Regions from separate parts of the Mus musculus genome. Here region 1 is linked to region 2. A link is a contact called in public Hi-C data. All regions are on one chromosome and are shown on one strand. Each heading gives the region's core, a stretch centred on a gene start, on an enhancer-like site or on the middle of the called end of the contact. The rest is flanking DNA. Distances are from core to core; before and after follow the strand shown.

The links. Hi-C and Micro-C count contacts between places; a contact is called where the count stands out from the background.
Region 1: a Hi-C map of rod photoreceptor shows a contact between it and region 2, with 2.3 times the contacts expected there. The contact joins two enhancer-like sites. A contact is called at or near these places in 11 of 39 promoter capture datasets (the 3T3-L1 cell line, 3T3-L1-derived adipocytes, the HPC-7 cell line and 7 more), 9 of 484 Hi-C or Micro-C datasets (the 3T3-L1 cell line, the Ba/F3 cell line, the HPC-5 cell line and 6 more), 4 of 115 datasets of contacts at active chromatin or transcription factors (the HPC-7 cell line, embryonic stem cells and fetal liver) and 4 of 9 other capture datasets (adipose tissue, embryonic stem cells, liver and 1 more).

Annotation. Positions count from the first base shown.
Region 1 is chr6:30,152,839-30,160,106 of GRCm38.p6, forward strand. Mirc35hg (microRNA cluster 35, host gene) reads right to left here. Exons shown (of 2, transcript NR_126540.1): 2 at 5,802-6,787. It overlaps Nrf1 (nuclear respiratory factor 1), which reads left to right. Exons shown (of 12, transcript NM_001164226.1): 12 at 1-620. Among named protein-coding and RNA genes, the nearest start is that of Mir182, 9.5 kb to the right of the region's middle. Within about 2 kb of position 5,448, at least 13 of the 459 cell types and tissues checked have an H3K27ac peak or open chromatin away from gene starts, as enhancers often do. A contact at or near this core is called in rod photoreceptor, where this site is marked.
Region 2 is chr6:30,088,417-30,095,806 of GRCm38.p6, forward strand. It overlaps Nrf1 (nuclear respiratory factor 1), which reads left to right. Exons shown (of 12, transcript NM_001164226.1): 2 at 417-572; 3 at 1,496-1,730; 4 at 6,924-7,038. The coding sequence starts at 1,508. Among named protein-coding and RNA genes, the nearest start is that of Nrf1, 44 kb to the left of the region's middle. Within about 2 kb of position 3,050, at least 11 of the 459 cell types and tissues checked have an H3K27ac peak or open chromatin away from gene starts, as enhancers often do. A contact at or near this core is called in rod photoreceptor, where this site is marked.

The DNA.
Region 1 (7,268 bases), core at 4,198-6,697, 67 kb after region 2:
CACATCCTGGCGGCACAGGCCTGGGACAGCTTTCCTGCTCACAGTGTGGCTTGCACTGAGCAGTCATTGTCACTGTGAGCTTCTGTGCTTTCCAGCCACAAGCCCTGAGTCTCCCGTGGCTCATTCATCTGATGTCTTGACAAGCCAAATCTCCACTCCTGGCGTGCAGGGACTCTTCCTCCTTCCTGCCAGCCCTCTCCCGTGCGTGATAGTGTATTTAATGTGGTGTTTTTGGTTTTTTGTTTTTTAATGAGACATTAAAAGATTCTTCATGTCTTGCTCAGCCTTTGAGAAAAGTTTCCAATTCTTATATTTGCTTGTTTTATATAAAACTATTCAATGTTCTTTGTATGTTCTTTTCTGTATGTGATAAGGGAGGGGTGGGAAATTTGCATATCAATGTCCTGGTTCTACAATTGGTTACTTTTTTTTTTTTTTTAAACTGTGAAGCTGTCCAGGGGCTTTAAGGCCCGTGTTCCTTTGTGGTGAAATAAGCCTCCCGATAGTTTGAGAAATTGCCAAGAAGATAAAAGCAAGATCCCAGCAGCAGAGCATGGAATCTGTGTTGTTCTCCATTCTGTCTAAACTGCCTCATTCAATAAATAGTTTAATGTGGCGACAAAAAGTGCCCCTCTCTCTAGCAGCCTTGGCCACTTGGGCTACAGGGCTCTTTTGGGGTGTGGCTCATTGTCCTTTACAAAAGACATGCACTAGAGGTCTCTAGCCTGGACCACGCTCTAGGAACTCCAGGAGGGAGGAGACCTGTCCGCTCCCGAGTGCTGGGTGAGCCCACCAGGCCTGAGGATGTCTGTCTTCTGTATACCAGGTCTCTGGAACAGTCGCACTTCAGAAAGCCTCAAGGTGGTCTGAAGGTTCTACTCTGAAATCTGTTTTAGGTGTTTATTTGGCACCATATTAAAAGACCTTGGTGACCCCTGCATCTTAAAAGGGCTTCCCAAGTGAGTGAGTGAGTGTGTTTGATGCAGGAAATGTCTTCAGAGCAGAAGGTCCAAGCCCTGTGTTGCTATCTGCATCCTTGTTTCTTGGTTTCACACACACCACACTCACTGTTTTAATGTGTGTGTCACAGCTGGATCCCACCACGCCCTAACTCGGGCCCTTCCCACGGCCTCTATGTCTCCTCAAGAGCTGTGCCTCATCTTCCCCTTGAGTGCCTTTCTCTGCCATTTTTGTTTGTAGATGTCTCCGGCTGATGGGATTATAGTCATCGAATGAGGATGCGGTTTCCCTTGGGGCTTAGCCTTGGCTCAGTACTGTCAAGTACCAGCTTCTATCCCTTTTTATATAGATGGTACACCGCCATCCACGTTCACCAGGGAGGATGTGCCAGGAAGGAATGACTGCGGCTGCGCAGAGCACAGCTTCTCTAGAGACCCTCCTACTCAGCCTTCCCGGGATGCTTGCTGCTAGCTCCCTTGGTTTACAAGCCAAACCCAGACCGTGCCTTCCCAAGAGCTCGTGAGCTGTGGCTCCCGAGGGGCTGGCGCATGGCTTCTCTGTCACTTCTCCCCAAGCAGCTGACCAGGGAGAGCCACCTAAGTCCAGTGAGTAAGAGACGCAGTGGGGTAGAGGTGGGCATGAGACAAAGTGGCAAACAGCTGTCTGACGGGCACCTTTCCCAAAGACAAATGGGCTTTGCTGCCTTCAAAATTCCCAGCAAATGGGAGAAGTCAGGTTTTTATATGAAATCTGATTTTATTAGCAGCATAAAACATCCAGGCATACCAAACTATCTTGTCAGATGGATCTGACCTGAGGGTCTATTACGTTAGATTCATGAATATTAGCATGTCCCAGGTAAATAAAGTTTGGCATGGTCCTGTGCGGTGGCTTGGCAGGCAAAAAGCCTGATGACCAGAGTTGAATTCCTGAAGCTCACACAGGATGGAACTGATTCTCTGGGGTTGTCCTCTGACCTCCTCTACATATGTGACGAGACACTTGTACACGTGCACATATGCATACAAGCACAAATGAATAGATGTTTTTTTAAAACTTGGCAGTTCTCCGAGAAGGAAGAGTGGGGCTAGGACTTTAGCTCAGGGACAGAGCACTCCCCCGGCATGCACATGTGAAAGAGAAGACCATGGACAGGTCCTTACAGCTCCGTGTGCTGAGGCCTGCTAGGGTCGGAGCAGTATAAGTGTGGTAGATACAAGGATCCACCATGTAGCTCACCACCGGATTCACAGAAGCCTGCCAGTCTAGGAATGCTTGGTGACCTTGCAGCTCAAGGTGTCCCCTGGTGGTGCTGTGACTCCTGGAGTCACCTACACTCCCATGACCAAGCTAAGGAGATCTCTGGAAGAATAGCTCAGGCACAACCCAGGGTAGGTGGGTGCCTATCAAGAAGAAACCCAGCTTCATTGTAGAGCAGGGTCCATCCCCATACACATGCCCACCCCGCCCTCACAGTAAGAGGAACTGTGTCACAGGGTCCAAGCGTTAGGGGGGCTGAGAACCTCTGGGCTAGCAGCAGCAGGAGGAAGGGGGTGGGATAGATAGAGCAGGGCTGAGTGCACTGAAGCAAAGTGGAGGGCCGAAGCTCCTTCATTGGCGCCCCTCCCCCCTGAAGACCATTGAGCTGTTTGCTAGTTTTTTTGTTTGTTTTGTTTTTTGTTTTGTTTTGTTTTTAGTGCAAGGGCCTGTAATTTAATTCTCCAGAGTAGGGAAAGGGGGGGGTCGTATCCTCTGCAGAGATGGGGTGGGGGGAACCCTGTCCCCGGGCACTCCTAGCTCTGGCTTTCCCACAATTAGAGAATTCCTATAGCAATCATAGTAACCGGTCTTTAGGCTACCCTCCAATTGAGGCTATGTGAAGCGCCATCATCCTGAGCAATGAGGAACAAAGAAGCCAAGTTACCTGACCAAGATCCCCCTGTCAGCAAAAGACAGAACCAGGACACCAACCTGGGCAGGCAAGCCTAGGACCTGTGCAGAAATACTACTTCATGTCCTTGAGGTGGGGACCTGTGGAGCGCAGAGCCTTCGGTTTTACTTTTAAGTGGCTTAGCTGTTTGGGGTGGGGTGTCCAAGCTTTAATGCACTTGCAGATGAAATTGTCAGTGAGTCTGAGGATAGAATTTGTTGTAGATTACCTGCCTAGCATTTGCAAGGCCCCCAAGTTCAATACCCAGCACAGCCATTGAAGGGAGGGCTGTTGTCAAATTAACCAGGTGTGATGCCCCACGTGCATAATCCCAGCCCTTGGGAGGCTGATGCAGCATTGCCAGGAGGAGGAGACAGTTTGGGAGAGATACTTTCACGCTAGGCAGCCCTCTAGCGTGAAAAAGCCTTCTCAAAATGTCATTAAGTGATTAATTCACTGGTTCTCAAATCTTTTCTGAACTTATGTATACCCTTGAAGAAATGAATAGTGAGCCGGGCGTGGTGGCACACACCTTTGATCTCAGCATTTGGGAGGCAGAGGCAGGGGGATCTTTGTGAGTTTAAAGCCAGCCTCATCTAGTTCCAAGACAGCCAGGGCTATGGAGAGAGACCCTGTCTCCAAAAAAAAAAAAAAAAAAAAAAAAAAAAGGCTACTAAGGACAGTCTGAGCTACACTGAGACCTGTCTTAAAAACCAAAGATGCTAGCCAGGCGTGGTAGCACACGCCTTTAATCCCAGCACTCGGGAGGCAGAGGCAGGCAGATTTCTGAGTTCGAGGCCAGCCTGGTCTACAAAGTGAGTTCCAGGACAGCCAGGGCTATACAGAGAAACCCTGTCTTGAAAAACAAAAAACAAACAAAAAACCCAAAGATGCTAACAGTTACCAAGTTACTAAGTACTAAGTAATGGAGCTGCAGAGATAGCTTAGCGGCTAAGAGCACTGGCTGCTCTTCCAGAGGCCCCAGCATTCAGTTCCCAACACCCACGTGGTAACTTATAACTTGTCAGTTCCAAGGGATCTGACATCTTCATCCAGACATAAGGCAGGCAAGAAACACCAGTGCACATAAAGTTAATCATAAAAAATAACTAATTGAAATGTTTTTAAAAGGGAGGAGGAGGGGCCTAGTCAGTGGTGCAACACGCCTTTTCCAGCACTCATGAGGCAGATGGATCTGAGGTCCAGGCCAGGCAGCTTTACAGCAAGGCTACACAAAGAAACCTTGGTCCTAAGAAAAAAGTTACTAGGTACTAAAGGGCTCTGCACTGTGCTGTCTAAGACCTTATTACTCGGAGTCCCAACCTTTCCAGCCTGGAAGGAGGCCCAGCTTAAAGCTGTGGCAACGGAGACTCAGCAACTTCCCCAAAGCCCACGTGTGTATGACTGTCCCCAGCAGCCTTACAGTGTATGCTGGCCCTCAGAGAGAAGAAAGAAGATAAATTAGGTTTCTGTATAAAACCTATGTTGGTTTGCCTTTTAACTTTGAGGCAGGGTCTCTTTATAGCCCAGGCTAGCCTAGAACTTGCTTTGTAGACGAGGGGAGCCTTGAGCTCAGCCTCTCCTGTGGGTGGTCCAGCTTGTTCTGAGCCAGGCCTGTGACTGCACCATGGTCCTTGTCCAAGGCTTCCCTCAGCGGCAGCCTTTCATCATGAGCTCCTCGGCACACACATGCATCGACAGGAGCTGGATCCAGCACACTCGGTTTCCAGTGGTCTCTAAATCAGACAATATAGGGAACCCCAGCCAGCCAGGTTTCTTCAACATTTTCCCACAAAGCAAACAGAAAAGCAGTGGTAACACTGTTAAGTAGTTTCATGTTAAAAAAAAAAAAAAAAAAAAAAACCCAACGATTGAATTCATAATCCTGCAAGGTCCAAGACGCCTTGTTGCAATCTAGCACATGCGCCAAAACCCACTTAAGCAACAAAACTCAACAGGCATCAAACAAGGAGGCCAAGCTGAGTCTGGACAGTCATAGGATTGTGAGGTCAGCTGGGTCTAAGACCTGGGTGGAAGGCAGTGTTAGCTTTGAGGACATCCTTAGGAGAGGCTAGAGAGATGGCTCAGCAGTTAGAAGCACTTACTGTTCTTGCAGAGGTTCAATTACAGGGCTACAATTGCCTGCAACTCCAGCTCCAGGGTAGACACACACACACACACACACACACACACACACACACACAAATACAAATAAAATAAATTGGATTGTTGTTGTTTTTGAAAGTCCTATCCAGAGGCAGGGAAAGGCCCAGGGCCACCAGCAGGCATCACTTCCAAAGCTCTTCCCCAGCTGTGACTGAGCTGGCTCCTGTCCTGGCATTACAGCTCGTGAGCACTCTCTGCAGTGGGCCAGGGTAGACCCTCTGCCGAGCACTCGGCCAGGCTTCATTGTGCCCTTGTCTGATCAGTCTCAACACCCAGCACGGACCCTGCCATCCAGCTAAGACAGAAGGGCAGGATGGCAGGACTGCCTCATGTGTGAAGGGTTGAATCCTGCTGGTGGCCAGGCTTCCTCATCCCATCTGCTACAGTCGGAGGCTTCAGTGAGCTCAGCGGCCAGCTGGGAAGCCTGCCTCGGTCTGTTACGTGCCCACTGTGACCTGATCAGTGGCGACCTGTAGCTCACACCCAGTCCAAACCCAGAAGCAGACAAGTGTCGAGGACAAGAGCACCAGGGAGCACGGAGCTTGATAACCAACTAGAGCCTGTGGGCTCTATCATCAGTAACTCAGGGTGGTCTTTATAACAGCGTGCCCCGTTAGCACCATCCCTCTAAGCTCTTACATTTTACTGACAGGAAGGCTCATCTCACTGGGTACTGTTGAGCACAGTGCTCACTTGTTGGTGCGTGGTAAAGGCATTCACCATCACAACCCAATCTTAGAACAGTTTTATTTTTCCAGGAAGAGGCTACTTTTAAATACTTAAGAAGAATGACTTGAAGCAGGTTCCATAAAAGATGTATACAATGACATTTAAAAGGGTAATACATGAGTGAGAAGCCAGGGTCCAGAGGAGGCCACACATTTGCCAGCTTGGGTCAACCTGGGTGGAATTATGGTCTGGGCAAATAAATGGTGTCACTGGTTCACACAAGACAGGAAACATTGTAACAAAAACCAACCAAACAAAAACTCCTTTGCAAAGATACTCTGAGAAGGGCTAAACTCCCAAGTGCCTGTTCCCAGGTTGTAACTCTAGGGGGGAAGGCTGAAGGGGACAAAGATGGTGAGCCAGGCAGCGGTCCTTCTGAAATGGTTGCCACAAGAAATGATGCAGGGGTTTCCTCCTTTGCCGGGAGATGCGGTGAGGACAAAAATTTCTTCCTGCATCAGAGCCCAGATTCTCAGGAGACACACCAACCTAGAAGCAGGCACTGCAAAACCTGTTCCAGGAAGCCTTGGATACATCTAAGACCCTCAAGAAAGTCAGTGCTGCCGGGCGGTGGTGGCGCACGCCTTTAATCCCAGCACTTGGGAGGCAGAAACAGACGGATTTCTGAGTTCGAGGCCAGCCTGGTCTACAAAGTGAGTTCCAGGACAGCCAAGACTATACAGAGAAACCCTGTCTCGAAAAAACAAAAAAAAAAATAAAAAAATAAAAAAAAAAAAGAAAGTCAGTGCTGCTCTTTCCTTTGGTCTTAGTGAAGCGCTTAAAGATTTTTCCCATCCCTTTCCCTCCCTTGCCAATGCCGGAGGTTCTGGACCAAGACGAGAGCCGTGCATGAGGTTGACGCTCCTTGCACCCAACACTCCAGGACCTGCCGTCCTCGGAGGACACTCAGTGTGATGAACTCTAGTTTGAGTCTGAAGCTCTCAGGTGGACAGACTGGATGGTGGAACATTATTTACAGTTGTGGAATTCACTCCGGAAGTCCTTTAGGAGATAAGAAGAGAGTCAGTCAGGCATAGCAAAGCAGTTCAGTCAAGGAAAACCATCCGCAATTCAAATTCAGATCAAGATGCCTAGAAAGGCACCTCAGGGTAACAAAAGTCTCCTTTCAACACAATTGAGTCTGCTCTCCAGAAAGGACAAGCCCTGCCCTACCCCACCCCATCCTGTGAATGTAAGGGGTACCTGCCGCTCCTCCCCCCAATCTCCACTGACAGTTGGCCTTCCTCTTCTGGTCCTGTGCCCTCCACTGCCCATCAGGACAGGATGTCATAGGGGCTGGGGAGCACATACAGGAGAGTTCTAGGTATGAGCTCTGGCTGGGAAGAGGGAGTCTTAATGGCTGCCTCTACCACCAACCATCCCTGGGCCTGCTAATCTGCCTTTCCAGCCAGACTTTTTATTTCAGGCAACTGTGGCAGAGCCACTGCACAGGGATGCCTGTAATAGAGCTCTCAGAACCCAT
Region 2 (7,390 bases), core at 1,800-4,299:
ATCTTCCTCTTTGCTCCGCCCTCTCTCTCTTGCCCTCCCTTACCACTGTTGCCTCCTTTCCTTTCCTTTTTTCCTTTTCCTTTTTCTTGTGGTTTTCCGAGACAGGGTTTCTCCGTATAACCCTGACTGTCCTGGAACTCTCTGCCTCCCGAGTGCTGGGATTAAAGGCGTGCACCACCACCGCCCGGGTGTCTCCTTTTCTTTTATTGTTCTTTTCTTTGTTCTTTTACTACATAAACTGAGTTCCAGTATAATGTTGACAATAGAAGACATCCTTTTCTTGCTCCTGATTTTAATGGGAAAGGTACTACTTTTTCACCTTTAAGGATAATGGCTATAGGCATTTTTATAGATGTTCTTTATCAAGTTGAGGAAATCCTCTTTATTTCTAATTTGCATTTTCTTTCCTTTTTAAGGTCGAATGGTATGTGGTTCATGTAGACCACATTTTGTTTCCCTCTCACCCATTGATGGACACTTGGGTAGCTTCCATTTTTGGCTGTTGTGAATAATGCTGCTATGAACATGGGTGTGCACAGAGCTCTCTGAGACGCTGCTTTCAGTCCTTCTGGGTAAGTACCACAAGTTGAGCTGCCAGATCATAATAACAGTGATTCTATTCTAAAAACATCAGGATGTCTACATGTAAAAGCCCTGGCTGTCCTCTCTTTGTAGACCAGCCTAGCCTCAAACTCACAGAGATCACCTATCTCTGCCTCCCAAGTGCTGGGATTAAGGGGTGTGCTACCATGCCCAGCTAGTTTGCTTGTTTAAATATGTCTAAATGTCTAGATATATTTTTATATCACAACATCAAATGTTAATCCCTGGACTGTTTTAAATGTCTTTTATTGTTAAGTACATATCAAAGATATTTAGCTGGACAGTGGTGGCACACGCCTTTAATCCCAGCACTTGGGAGGCAGAGGCAGAGGCAGGTGGATTTCTGAGTTCAAGGCCAGCCTGGTCTACAGAGTGAGTTCCAGGACAGCCAGGGCTACACAGAGTCTCAAAACAAAAACAAAAAACAAAAAAAGATATTTAATGTTTTTGACTTGATACATGTGAATGCTTCTATATATTTATGGTAGTAAATTTCTGTCAGTTATTTCACAGAGAAAATATTCTACTTTTTAAAAAGATTTATTTATTTATTATATGTAAGTACACTGTAGCTCTCTTCAGACACACCAGAAGAGGGAATCAGATCTCATTACAGATGGTTGAGAGCCACCATGTGATTGCTAGGATTTGAACTCAGGACCCCTGGAAGAACAGTCAGTGCTCTTAACCGCTGAGCCATCGCTTTAGCCCAAAAATATCCTATTATTATGTTGTTTGAATTTTCCACACCTTGGTGTGGTCAAGTAATAAAATCAGAGCTTTGTCAAAGTTTCTTTGCTCTTAATAAAAACCTTAGTTTAAGCATCGTGTTACATTATACACTGAATCTCCTCCCTTTCCCTCCCCTTACCCCTCTTTCCTTTTTTTCTAGCAGTAGATCTTCATGGAGGAGCACGGAGTGACCCAAACTGAACACATGGCTACCATAGAAGCCCATGCAGTGGCCCAGCAAGTCCAGCAGGTCCATGTAGCCACGTACACTGAGCACAGTATGCTAAGTGCTGATGAAGACTCCCCTTCCTCCCCCGAGGACACTTCTTATGATGACTCGGACATCCTCAACTCCACGGCAGCTGATGAGGTAACTGCCCATCTGGCTGCTGCAGGTAATGTTTGTGCTAGAAGTTTGCTTCTTTCCTTAACTGTGGGTTCATGCCTATCGAAGGAGCCTGGAATTCTAGCACTCTCTCATTTCTTTTCATCGTTTTTTGTTTTGTTTTTTTTTCAGTGCTGGGGATCAAACCCAGGGCCTCGCATATACTAGGCAAGTACTCTACCACTGAGCAACATCCCAAGCCCTTCATCACAATTTTTAAGCCTGCACCTCCAACTTTAGCCTGTTCTATGAGAGTTGAGTTTGGGGTCCCTTACTACTAGTGTTACGGCGTTGGTTTTCTTCCATTCTCACAGTCTGGTTAACTAGAGTATGTATTATATTTACATTAAATGTAAGGACTGACATTTAGATTTTAATATTTTTAAGGTTAAAAGTTTTTCCTAGTATGGGTTTTATTCCCTTTGTGCTAGAACGAACCCTAGAGTTTCACATGCGAGACCAGAGTCCTACCCTGAACAGTGTCCTTCAGCCCTAATATAGCCCTCATTAGACTTTCTGATGAGAGTGGGTTTCTCCACCTGTTCGGATTTGCACTGTAAGTTCCAGTTTGTGTGGAAATTTATTACTATTATGATTTTAGATTTCCACAGATAACCATGTGATTTTACTGTTCGTTTGTTTGTTAGTTCTTCTTTCTGAGGGGCTTGTGGATCTGTCTACCATCCATGTTACTGACAGTTCTTTTTTGTGTTGACTATTCTCTTCATATACTGGTTAAATGTAAATGACCATTCTGTGATGTGTTTGGAAATTAATTTTAAAAATTATTTGGGGTCTATGATATGATGCTGCACATGGTTTCTGTTTGCTTCTGCTAGATACCAAGAATGATCCTTAATTGTCTCAGGCTTTTAAGTTTTTCACAATACTAAGAGACTTAAAGCTGGCTGTGTTTTGTATTATTCCATTTATAGTATGTATTTAGACATATAAACCATGTCTGGGTGGGTATAGTGCTGGGCAGGACAGCAGTCAGGAATGGCCGAAGCACTACATTAATAAAGTATATATGTTGTATTTACTTAAGGTGAAGAGAATCGTGTAATAATCTCGTACCATCACTTATTCACAATACTATTTTTGGAATGTTGAACTTAGAAACTAATGGAGGGGCTGGGAATCTAGCTCAGTGGTAAAGCACGTGCTTAGCTAGCCATGTGTTTAAATGTTTGTAACATATATTTTGTGAGATTTTTATACTTCCCAGAAGAGGGCATCCTAACATAATGAACCCAGGACAACTTCTTTCCTATGAAGGAAGATGCTTTTGAGACATGGCTTTGCTTTGCTACTGTACTGTGCTGCGTTGCTATGGTGTGAGGATGATGAAAGCTGAGACCGTGATGCAGAGGTTGAGCACTTGCCTAGCACGTGTGAGGCCCTGGGTTCAGCTCCCAACATCACTAAACAAAGACTAGAGCTGGCTAGGTATAATGGCATGAGCCTGTAGTCCCAACTACCCAGGGGGTTGAGGCAGGGGGAACATTTGAGCCCAGGTATTCCATAGCAACTTAGACGACACAGACCTTATCTCAAAAATGAGCAGTGAAGAAAAGAACAGAAAAGGACTAAAGTCTTTCATTTGTCGAGTATAAAAATAGAGGCCCTTCAAATCTCTAGTGAGTTGCTACTAAGGAATTGTAATTTGATATACTGCAAGGTATAGAGTCTTTGACTAAAACGGCTTACTTTGAAGGAGCTGTCAGGCCACCAGCCGTAGTATCAGTGCAGGCAAATGTTGAGGAGAGGACATCAGACAGAGGACGTGTCACAGGCAAGGGACTTTGAGATGAAAAGGGAAGGAGGCCATCGTGGCTGAGCTTTGTGAGGCAGAAGAAGACAGTACAGAGGGCTGGCATAAGTGTGACCGACTGCACAGGGCTTAGGGGCTCTGCAGGATGCAAGCTTGCAGAGGCTGCTCAGTGTGAGGCATACACGCTTACACTCACAGTAAACAAGAGAATCTTGCAGAGGTGTCCGAGAGCCCTCATTAATTCATCAGTCATGATTGATCCTGACCTGTCACATTTGTTGCTTGCTAGAGAATTTTTTTCTGAGGACTAGTCTATAGTATGGACACACCTAAAAGACAACTCAGAAAAGTCAGTATCAGTCAATTCATGCCAGGTTACCTATCAAAAATGGTTCTAATTCTCTTCAGTTAAGACAACTCTTGATCAGTGTTGATTCTCAATGGAAAAATAAATTCAGGAGGGCCCGGGAGCCGGCTCACTTAGCAAAGTGCTTGGTGTGCAAGCATGAGGGCCTGAGTCTGATCTCCAGAACCCAGAGAAGAAGCTGGGCGTGGTGGCTGGCATTACAGTTCCACACTGTGGAGAGACAGGCAGACCTCTGGAACCTTCTGGCTGGCTAGCACCTTAGGAACACGCATGTGTGTGCACTGTGCACAGGGCGCTTGGCCTTTTTCATTCAGTAATACCTTCATTACAAGTGATATATTCTGATTTTTTTTTCCTGATGTTCTAATTCACTCTGGCTTTATTCTGTTTTACTAGAAAAATACTCGATAAACTACCAAAGGGTTACCATTTGCTTCATGGAAAAAAGGAAAACTTGGTGGAATTTCTTTTTGAAAGGGTATTCTTCAACTACTTTGCTCTTATTTTCACTTATGTATATGGGAGGATGGAGTCCACTGCCTGCAGAAGCCAGAAGAGGCCAGTGGCTTCCTTGGAGTTGGGGTTGCGTGGGTGCTGGGAATGTAAGTGGGGCTGAACACCAGTCTTCTGCGAGAGCAGCGTGTGCTCTTAACCACTGACCCGTTTGTGCAGCTCAAGAGACAGGCTTCTGCTATGTAGCTCAAGCTGGCCTGAACTCTCAGTCCTTCTGCCCCAATCCCTCTAGTGCTTAGATTTTTACAAGTGCTCTTGACAAACATACTTGAAGATGTGTCCAGGAGAGTAGTTGAGGGTCTGAAGATAGGCATATTTTCAGCTTATTGGAATTTGCCAAGCCAGGCACTACTCTGGTATGTTAGAGCAGGCACTCTTAACTTCTGTCCCCGTGTTTGCTATGTGCGGTCTCACCTGTCCTTCCTCATCAGGTGGGTGTTTGTTAACTAGTATTGGTTCAAACAGCTGACTGTCCATAGCCAAAATGTATTTCTCCATGTGAACAGTGAGCACCAGATCTTTGATAGCCTACTCTTCTCACCCTTGTCTCCTGACATAGGATCATTGCAGTTCAGTGATAGGAGTTTGTGTCTCAGGATCCAGTCCCAGTCTTAGTAACTTAACCTTCAAGATAACATGTGACAGGATAAGGCCTATGCTTAGTATCTTCTAAATTGTCTTACCTCTGTTTGGTCTTTTGTTGTTTTGTTTGATGCCCTGTACACAGTAGCAAACGCACACACACACTGACACACCATTCAGAAGGGGAAATCTTGCTACATGTGACAGTGTAGATCAACCTTTTTTCTTTCTCTCTCTCTCTTTTTTTTTTTTTTTTTTTTTTGTTTTTCAAGACATGGTTTCTCTGTGTAGCCCTGGCTGTCCTGGAACTCACTCTGTAGACCAGGCTGGGCTCAAACTCAGAAATCCGCCTGCCTCTGCCTCCCAAGTGCTGGGATTAAAGGCGTGTGCTACCACCACCCGGCGTAGATCAACCTTAAAGACATTATACTAACATAAACAGCCCAGCCACAGAAGGACAGATACAGTATAATTGCACTTCTGTGGGGGACTGAAACATGTGGTATGGTTTCCAGGGCTGTGGGAAGGAGGTGTAGGGAATTACTGTCAGCAAATCGTTGCAAGGCTTGGGATGGAGCTTAGCAGGAGTCACTAGTGCTAGAGCCACAATTCTTGCCTAGGATGCACCGGAGCAGGAGGAGGAAAGAAAAGAAAAGAGAAAGGAAGTCCAGAAGCAGGGAGAGAAGGCAGGCCTGACGGCAGGCAAGCAGGGAATGATAGTATATACCGCTAATCCCAGGAGGCAGCCGGAGGAGCAGGAGTTCAGGGTTATCCTTGCTTCCTTTATGATTCTAAGGTCAGCCTGTCCAACAGACTCTATCTCAAAAACCTGAAAAGGAGGGAAGCTTTCAGTTATATAAGACAGATAAGTTATAGAAATCTGTGCATGGTGGATGGAATTAATACTGTTTTGTGCACAAAATTTTATTCAGAGATGGATCTTATGTTAAAATATTGCCACAGTTTTATAATAAAATGTCAGGGGCAATAATGTCGGGGCTTAAGATTTTCATGTGATAGTTGGGTACAAGGTACCTATAATCCCAGCACTGAGAGCAGAGGTAGGAGGATCACTTTGATTCCATGCTAGTCTGCGTTATGTACTGAGACTCTGGAAGAAGGAAAAAAATCTCTACCATATCTCTATGGTAGAAAGCGAGCCAGCCTCTGACTTGTGCTTGATCTGGGGGTCTTTTAGAGGGTCTCTCTTCAGCAAGGACATGATAGCACTGAGCAGCCTGCAGACAGAAAGGCTTGCTGCAGTTCACCTATTTAGAATATGCACGTGAATATAATGTTAGCAGTTTAATTTGTATCTAAGCCTTTTATGGGCTGGCAGGAAAGGATAAAGTGACATGCTGTCTTTGATGCTAACCCATTGCTATCAAAAGTGAGTAGTAAGGAATTACTTAGACTTACCCATTCAAACAACCCCAAGACTTGTATGCATTGGTCTCAGCTTTTATTGAAAAAATTTTTTTCTTTTCTTTTGGTTGAACTAAGGAAATGTTCATCTCCTTGGCCAGGATCCTTGGCACACGGTCTGGTTTAGTTCTTCCGTGTGGTCGCTCAAAGTCACCCAGTTCCTTAATTTGCTAGTCTTGAAGCAGTGGAAGGACCATGGAGCCAGAAGTGCAGTGTGAAGCCCTGCACTTGTCTCATTGTGGTCGTCCTTTCTCTCAATGCTGTAGTGTTTTCTGGTCCCTTTGCGGCACTGTTCTAAGAGTGTGGGCATGCTGGTAAAACAGCAACAGCATTGTACAAAATTCAAGACAGTATTTGGCAGGAAGGTAGAAGAAGCCTTTTGCTTCTTAAAGACTGACTATAAATGTATATGGTTCATGGGAAACAATAGAGAAGAACACTGATCACAGTGCAAACATTCTGTTTTCACTGACAGTGTGTTGCTGTCTGTCTCCTACCCTTGCAGTCTCCTGCCTAATCTCACCACATACTTATTATTTCAGGTCCTGTGGGAATGGCCGCTGCTGCTGCTGTGGCAACAGGGAAGAAACGGAAACGGCCTCATGTGTTTGAGTCTAATCCATCTATCCGAAAGAGACAGCAGACACGTTTGCTTCGGTGAGGGCTGCCTTACCCCATCTTGTCTTTCTTCACATGCTTCCTCTGTGGATGTCAAGAGCTAGAACGTTCTTTTCTGGATTCCTCAAGACACTGGCATGGAGTATTTGATAACAGGTTTAGACTTGGAATCACTCCCGTAAAAGTAAATCGATGAAAATCCAGAAAATAGGATGTAATACATGTATAACACTGGCCAGCGGTGTGGTTCAAACCTTTGATCCGAGCATCTGGGAGTTAGAGGGACGGGGATCTCTGTGAGTTCAAGGCCCACCGAAGCTCCATAGTGAGACAGAGTCTTAAAATAAGGAAGGAAAAGGGAGATGTCTAACGACACTTGGTTCATCCAGGA